Linked DNA regions of Cricetulus griseus: region 2 is linked to region 1. A link is a contact called in public Hi-C data. All regions are on one chromosome and are shown on one strand. The core of a region is the stretch at or near the end of the contact, and the rest is flanking DNA. Distances in the headings are between cores, read along the strand shown.

What was found. Hi-C and Micro-C count contacts between places; a contact is called where the count stands out from the background.
Region 2: a Hi-C map of the CHO-K1 cell line shows a contact between it and region 1, with 4 times the contacts expected there. The contact joins the enhancer-like site here to the promoter of Tgfb3 in region 1. A contact is called at or near these places in 5 of 8 Hi-C or Micro-C datasets (the CHK-Q cell line, the CHL-YN cell line, the CHO-K1 cell line and 2 more).

What each region holds. Positions count from the first base shown.
Region 1 is chr5:117,724,169-117,727,861 of CriGri-PICRH-1.0, reverse strand. Tgfb3 (transforming growth factor beta-3 proprotein) reads right to left here and starts at 2,059. Exons shown (of 8, transcript XM_035445504.1): 1 at 868-2,059; 2 at 380-527. The coding sequence starts at 485.
Region 2 is chr5:117,944,408-117,948,508 of CriGri-PICRH-1.0, reverse strand. The region is part of intron 9 of Ttll5 (tubulin polyglutamylase TTLL5); the gene reads left to right. Among named protein-coding and RNA genes, the nearest start is that of Ttll5, 44 kb to the left of the region's middle. Within about 2 kb of position 2,043, at least 2 of the 6 cell types and tissues checked have open chromatin away from gene starts, as enhancers often do. A contact at or near this core is called in the CHO-K1 cell line, where this site is marked.

The DNA of each region.
Region 1 (3,693 bases), core at 810-3,309:
ACCATGAAGTTTTTTTTGGGGGGGGGCAACCAGCCCACCCCATGATGGAATCCATGTGCTTACAGTTAACCTCTATGGGCACATGTGTGAGAACATGTTTCCTTAGGTGGCAATATAATTCCAATATCCACCAAGCATGTGATAGGAGTTCAGAATGCCACTTGGCTCCAGGACTCCTGGCCTCTTGAAGTGCTTGGCTATTACCAGAATGTCTCCGTCTCCTTTCCCACCCACCTACCCAGCTGCAGCTGCAATGCCTGACCTCTGTAGAGAACCCTGGGGCACTCTGCTGTGTAACCACCACCAGCCCCCCTCTGTGGAACTCCCATTTCCAGTTCATCCCCTCCAGAGTAGACACCCAGCAAGCGTTTGGACTTACTGTGCTCCGCCAGCCCCTGGATCATGTCGAATTTATGGATCTCTTTGGCATAGTACTCCGACTCAGTGTTCTCCTGAGTGCAGCCTTCCTCCCTCTCCCCGTGCATCTCTTCCAGCAACTCCCGGGTGCTGTTGTAAAGTGCCAGGACCTGATAGGGGACGTGGGTCATCACCGATGGCTCAGGGGGACTGGTGAGCCTGAGCTTGCTCAAGATCTGTCCCCTAATGGCTTCCACCCTTTTCTTCTTGATGTGGCCGAAGTCCAAGGTGGTGCAAGTGGACAGAGAGAAGCTTACTGTGGCCAAGTTCAGTAGGGCCAGGACCACCAGAGCCCTTTGCAAGAGCATCTTCGTGTATGAGCCCAGGAGCGAGGCCAGGGGGTGGGGGAGGCCTGGCAAGGAGGAGACCCCAGTAGAAAGAGGGAGGAAAACCAGGCGTCCTCCCCAGATCCCAAAGACTGAGGCTTGGCAAGAGGGTGCATGAACTCACTGCACTGTGAGGGCTTCAGGACTCCCAGGAAGCGCTGGCTGTCCCAGGACGAAGTAGCGGACTGTGGGCGATGTAGCGCTGGGATTCTTGTCCATATGTCTAAACAGGTTCTGCTGGGCTCTGGCTCCCAGCAGGCCAGGTAGAGGGCAAGCCGAGGTTTGGGAGGGGTGGCAGGGCAGCTGGGAGTGAGCTGGAGTTTTTCCTTAGGTAAAAATAAATAGAGCGGATATCTGATATTGCCAAACGCTGCTTGGTGATGAGGAGAAAGTGGGTATTTTAAAGAAAGTGCAGAAGGGCCATGGCTGGGTCCCCCAAATCAGAATCTTTGCCTTGCCCGGAAGAAGAATAAGAAAAGAGAATGGAAAAGAAAAAATGTTTAAAAAAAAAATCACCAGTGGGTATGTAGGGAGAGGCAGGGCTGGGCAGCCGCAGGCCCAGCTAAAGGTGGGGGCAGTGCAGGACACACTTGTCTCCATTCATGCTTTCCCTTTTGTTTACACTTCCTCGGGGGTTTTCTAAATGGCTCTGTTCACGCTGCCTCTCCTCTTCATTGGCTGGGATGAGAGATTATGTGCAATGGCAAGCAGAGAGGACAGGCCTCTTGGAGACAGCTCGGATAATCCACTTGGACCCACAGTCACCAGCATCTTAGCTTGTCTTCTCCCTCGGCCATGGCTTCTGTCCCTTGCTTCTCTTTTGGGGTTGGGGGGGGATCAAAAGGCAAAGAAAATAGAAGCCGATTCACCGCAGCTGACTCCGGAAAGCGTTATTCCTTCCTCCGCAAGCCTCTTCTCATTTCGTGTCTTGCCTCTCTGTGGCTCAGTCCCCTACACTCGGCCCTCTCCTTCCCTCCCTTTCTCTTTCCCCTTCTCTCTCTCCCTCTCCTCCCTCTCTCTCTCTCTCTCACACACACACATGCACACACACTGCTTTCTCTATTTCTCTCTGCTGAAATTTTATACCTCCCTCCCATGACGTCTCGGCCTGGGGTGGGGGAGGGAGGGAGGGAGGGACCAGCGCACGCAGCCTCTCTCGCTACACGGTTTTAATGTTTTAAACAGGCACAGGAAAAGCCGAGCCCATTTGAAAAATACTTTGCGAGTCCTCTGGTTCGACGTGGTAACTGAACTTTTTTTCCCCTCCTCTTGGAGTCATTCCTGCTACACGTTGGCTGTTTTTCTGGAAAGTTACTCCCGAGCCCCCTCCCTCCTGCTACCCCGGCCCCTGTGCGCCGGGGCCAGCTGTCAGTCCCCGCTCTCCGCCCCGCTCTCTTGCCTCCCCGCGACCCCGATCGCCCCCGGGCCGGGCCGGGGACACACACAAGGTCTGCGAGGGGAGTGGAGCCGGGCGGCAGGGCCACTCTCTCCAGGCCCGAGGGTGGAACCCGGCTCGGCCGCGATCCTGGCTGCGGTTCTTCATTGACCATCCGGGAGCCGGGCGGCTGCAGCTTGGATAAACGATGGCGCTTTCCGGAAGGCCGAGGGTGCCCTCTGGCGAGGCCGGGCCGCCAGTGACGGAGGCTCGGTGGCTCGGTCCGGTGGGACTGCGAGCACCACTAGATCCTGCGGTCCCTTCCCGGACGACTCAGCACCTGGCCCCAGCCCATTTCCCAGCCGGATTTCTAGGTCCCCCCGTGCTCCCACCCCCCACCATGAGCAGCTTAAGTCAGGCCAGACCCAGACCGAGCTGCCCATTTTCTTCCCACATCTCATCATAGCCTTCCTGGACCCTTTCCGAGAGGCCAGGCTCAGAAGTCTCCATTGAAGGGATGTCAATTACAATTACAATTATGGAAACTGAGGCACAATTCACGTTTTTTTCAAAGTCACACTTCGTGTGGGTAGTGGAGATGTCTATCACAGGCTGTCTAATCAGAAAAGGCATTATTTTTAACTTGTAGCTTGGCAGACTATGAGGAGATCTAGGTTACAGAGACCTTAAAAAATGATTTCTTTAAGGTCACATAGCTCTTAGGTGTCAATACCACCATTCGGGCCTTGCCTGTTCATTGCCAGTTTCTACTTTGCTATGTTTGCTTCTGCAATTTGAGAAATAGATTTTTTTTTCAAGGCATTGTTTCTCTGTGTAGCCCTGGCTGTCCTGGAACTTGCTCTGTAGAGCAGGCTGGTCTCAAACTCAGAGATCTACCTGGTTCTGCCTCCTGAGTGCTGGGATCAAAGGTGTGCACCACCACCATTAGGTTGAGAAATAGATTTTTTTAAAGAAGTGTGTGTTGTGTGTGTGTGTGTGTGTGTGTGTGTGTGTGTGTGTGTGTGTGTGTCCATGTCCATGTGAACTTGTGTGAAGGTACTGTTGGAAGCCAGACAAGGGCAGCCATTCCTCTGGAGCTGGAGTTAGAGCTGCCTAGCACAGATGCTGGGAGTCCAGCCCTGGTCTTCTGCAAGGGCAGTGTGTGCTCTTAATTGCTGACACCTCTCCAGCCCTGAAGGATAGCCTTGGTGTCTACTACATGCCCTGCTCTGTTCTAGGCACTGAGGATAAGTCAATGAACAAAACAGAACTTGCTTTTATGGAATTTGCATTTCCCAATGGGGAAAGGATGGTAAAACATTAAATATATATGATGGGACAGGGTAGGGGAAGGAGAGTGCCCAGATTGGGGGATGTTGAAATTTAAAATGAAGTGACAACACAGGAGGCAAAGGTATTGAGGGAATGAATTCTTTTCCAGGCTATACACCTTCTGCCTCGATCACACCTGTGTCTCCAGGGCAGCTATATTTTTAAACTCACTTCTCAAATGGTTCAAGTGCTGGGTAAGGTTTGCCAGCCCCTGCTTGCTGGGGATTCTCTTTGCCCAGGGTG
Region 2 (4,101 bases), core at 794-3,293, 220 kb before region 1:
GAGCTACTGAATTAGTGACAGTTGTCTGTTTCTAGCAGGAACTGTCATGTGTGTGTGCACACGTACACACATTTTTATGGCCAGTGAGCACTTTTCCTCACTGTCAGCAAAATAGCTTTTTAAATACTCGTACCATTGAACCAAAAAAGGAAAAGAAAAATTTTCAGGTCTTTGGTGAAACCTTGGTGGATGTGAAATCCTTATCATAGTAGGCATATCCATGTGTTACCTCGAGCCGTTTGCCCAGACATCCGAGACACTGTTTTGTGCAGGTTCTTCAGTGGCCTGTGCAGTCACTGTTTGTCTTGGCGTGCACTTGCCTTACAGGCCTCAGAGTGCGCTCAGCTGTATCATTACGCTCAGCATCTGCCGACAGCTCCTCCACACCTGCAGCTCCTGCTAATCTTGGGTCACGTGTGCTTTGTGTAGACATAACTGAAGGTAATCAGTTTGGGATGAGATCACCAGGCTGCTTTACTTGGAGACGAGAAGGAAAACCATAATCTTTCCTAAAGAGACAGACCTGGAGGCAAAAATAATTAGTTTCCTTCTTTAGGCTTTTATACCCTGTCATTTTTGTTGGGAGTTTCAAAAATTAATGCTAGGAGACTGAAAGTTCACTTTATAGAGTTCATCGCATTGTGAAGTAGGTTATTTTGTGTAAATTCCCTTCCCTTTGAAACCTTTTCATTTGTCTTTGTTTTAGTCACACAAAAAGCAGACTGCTCACTGTTTATTTTATGTGTAGGAGTGTTTGCCTGCATATATATAAGTTCAGTGCTTGCAGAGGTAGAGGAGGGCATTGGATCCTCTTGAACTTAGAGAAGGGGCTGTCATGTGGGTGTTGGGAACTGAACCCACATGCTGTTAACCACTGAGCCATCTTTCCAGCTCCTTCTTACTGTTTCTTTTATGTAGGTAAATTCTTGAAGAGATATTAAAGTGAAATTGCCTATCTGGTCTGTCTCATGGTCCTGGTGGTCATGCTTCTGCTCTGTGTGCTATAGGATCCCTGTGCAGGCTCCTGCTGTAGGATCCCCGGGCAGGCTCCTGCTGTAGGATCCCCGTGCAGGCTCCTGCTCTAGGATCCCGGGGCAGGCTCCTGCTGTAAGTTCCTCGTGCAGGCTCCTGCTGTAGGTTCCCCCGTGCAGGCTCCTGCTGTAGGATCCCCGGGCAGGCTCCTGCTGTAGAGGCTCCTGCTGTAGGATCCCCGTGCAGGCTCCTGCTGTAGGTTCCCCATAGGAACCCTGTTCAGGCTCCTGTTGTAGGATCCCTGTGTAAGCTGCTGTTTTGAATGAGTAAAAAGGAGACCTTGCGTTTCTAGAGAGAGGGATGTTGTTCTCACCAAAATGGTGGCGATACATTTTTATGTCAGAAGTAGAATCCAAAAAGGCTTTGTTCTGGATTTTACAACTCTAGAAGGATCCAATCTGGGATATAAATGATTTGAGACAGTTCTTTTTGAGACAAAGCTAGTAGCCAAATTTGCACTGAAACAGGATTTCTTTTTTTTTTAAATAAAATGACACTGAGTTGAAAACCATATGTGTTGTCAGTGACTCAAAGGAAGGTAGCACAAGCTCATGAAAGTGTCCATGGGGAGCTCTGAGGGTGACACCCAGGTTGTGGTGGAAGTGGGAGGAGACTGAAAAGGCCTCTTGTAGTGCTGCCCATTTGCAGCTTTGCCATCCTCCTCCCCAGCCATATCGCCCAGTGGAACTGCAGAAAAGACCCCAAAGCATTTTGTAATGCCTTTCTTTCCTCTCCCACCCCCAGGCCCTTCTTCAGTAGCTTTGCTTGCTAATTAACACTGGCTCCGGGGGGATATTTACCTTTTCTGTGCTGGATTCCTGTGGTTTTGAAAGAATTCAGGTACTTGGCCATTGCCAAGGAATTCAGATTACCTCACAGGCTGCACACTGTCCAGAATCTGCCACAGCAGCAAATTGGGGGAAGAGACACCAGCAATGGGGAGAAGCCCGTCCTAGTCTCACTGTCACTTTCCCTGGCAGGCCCTTGCTGTTTGTGAAGTTTGAGTCATTTCTGGCTCTGAGGACAGGATCAGGCTGGTAATCCCCTCCCAGACGCTCTGCAGGGCGCTACCCAGTCACTGCAGCATTTGGCAGCTTCTCTGCTGCAGCTGGTTGACAGTAGATCAGAGCACTCTTGGGCCTCTTGTTCTCTTCCATAAGTTTTTTCTAGGTCAGGCTAGGATGAAACCAGTGGCTTCTGGCAAGGGTGCCTGAGGTGAAGTCTGATTGCCCAGGCCTCTCTGCTCAGGTCAGCTATGTCTGCTAAAGATAACTCCTGTGCCACTATTACAATCTCCTTTCTTTGTGCATTTGTTCTGAATGTAGAAAATGTATCTACCAAATTGAATACTTAACTCTTCTACATCTGGGCTCCATGACTGTGACCATAAGAATATATGCTGTCAGGTTCTTAGGGCCTTATACACTTTTTACAGGGAAGGGGAGTATGTAAGAGCTCACTGATTTTATTTTATTTTTGTGCTTGCTTCCGTATTGGTAAAGATTTTGAAACAAACAACTTAGATACACTTTCTAGTGATGTTTATAAGTACCCACCATAGATGCTTCTTGAATTACATCCCAACATAACCATAATCAGTTTGTTACCATTTATGGGTCTTGATAAACTCCGCCTCCCCGCCCCCCCAGTCCTTCAATACCCCACCCCCCATCAGTTAAAGAATTAAAAGACAGGAAAAAAAAAAACAAGAAAACACCTCATATATCCTGTACAACAAGTAGCAGCTGGGGAGATGTCAGACGCAGCCTCAGAATCAGCCTGTGAAGAAAGGCCTTTGTTAGGGGTGAGGTAACACATACAGCAAGGCTCATGCCCAGAAAGACCCTGCAGAGCCCAGCAGAGATGTGTAAAGCCAAAACCTGATCTCTTCTCAACGGCTGTGGGGTTTTAGGGTCTTTGAGGGGTCTTCCTCCCTGAATTTAGGGTTGGTCAGTTTGAACAAAGATAGGGAAGCTGATAGGCACCCCAGTTTGGGGTAAACATGTTCTGATCTTGCCTTGAACTCTAGGACCTTGAACTGTTAAACTCATCCACATCCTACCAGGTTCTAGTGGCAGAGGGAAAGGCTTGTAGGGCTTTTGTGCCTGGTCAGAAGTATTAGAAGGAAGCTAGAAGTTTGCTATCTTTGTTTCCTAGTCATAGCCTGTCTTCCTGTCTGTCTACCTATCAAGTGTATATGTCTAACTCTAGTCCCTCAAGTTGAAATTAGCATCAATTGGAAATGCATTTTTAAAAGATTTTTATTGTTTTTATTTTATGTGTAAATGCACTACATACATGCAGTGCTGGAGGAGGCCAGAAGAAAGATTCTGGGGTTATAGGTGGTTGTGAACTGCCATGTGGGTACTGAGAATTGAACCCAGGTTATCTAGAAGAGCAGCCAGTGCTCTTAATTGCTGAGCCTTTAATCTCCTCAGCCCCTGAAAATGCACTTAACATACCCAACCTGCCAGACACATTAGCTTAGCAATATGGTTTACCATTGCCTATCAGTAGTTACCCTCCTGATGGTGTGGGTGACTGGCTACAGCTTGGTAAACTGCCTAGGGTTACAGGATAGTACCAGTGCATATTACTAGTATGGGAAATGATCAACATTCAGAATTCAGAGTATGGTTTCTTCAGAATGCAGAGTATTCTTACACCATTGTAAAGTGGAAAGCTGTCGAACTTTCGTTTGAAGCCTCTTGTGTGTGCTTACTACCACAGTCCTTTCTTTAGTCGCATACTTGTATTTCAGAGAAATCATGATTCCAAGTGAGAAGCATTACAAAAGAGACAGTGTAGCTTTAAGACTTTGTTTTCAAAATAGATAACCCATATTTGTTTACAGATTGATATCTAAGAAAGTAAGACCCTTATCTTTTCTTGGCATAATGGTCAAAGCTATGAAATAGTGTTGTATGAGCTTTCTTAAGTCTTAGTATATTTTTTTAAATTACATTCATCTGTCTGTCTGTCTGTCTGTCTTTCTGTGTGTCTGTCTGTGTGCATATGCATCAAAGTGCACATATGAAGGTCAGAGGGCAGCCTGTGGGAATTGCTTCT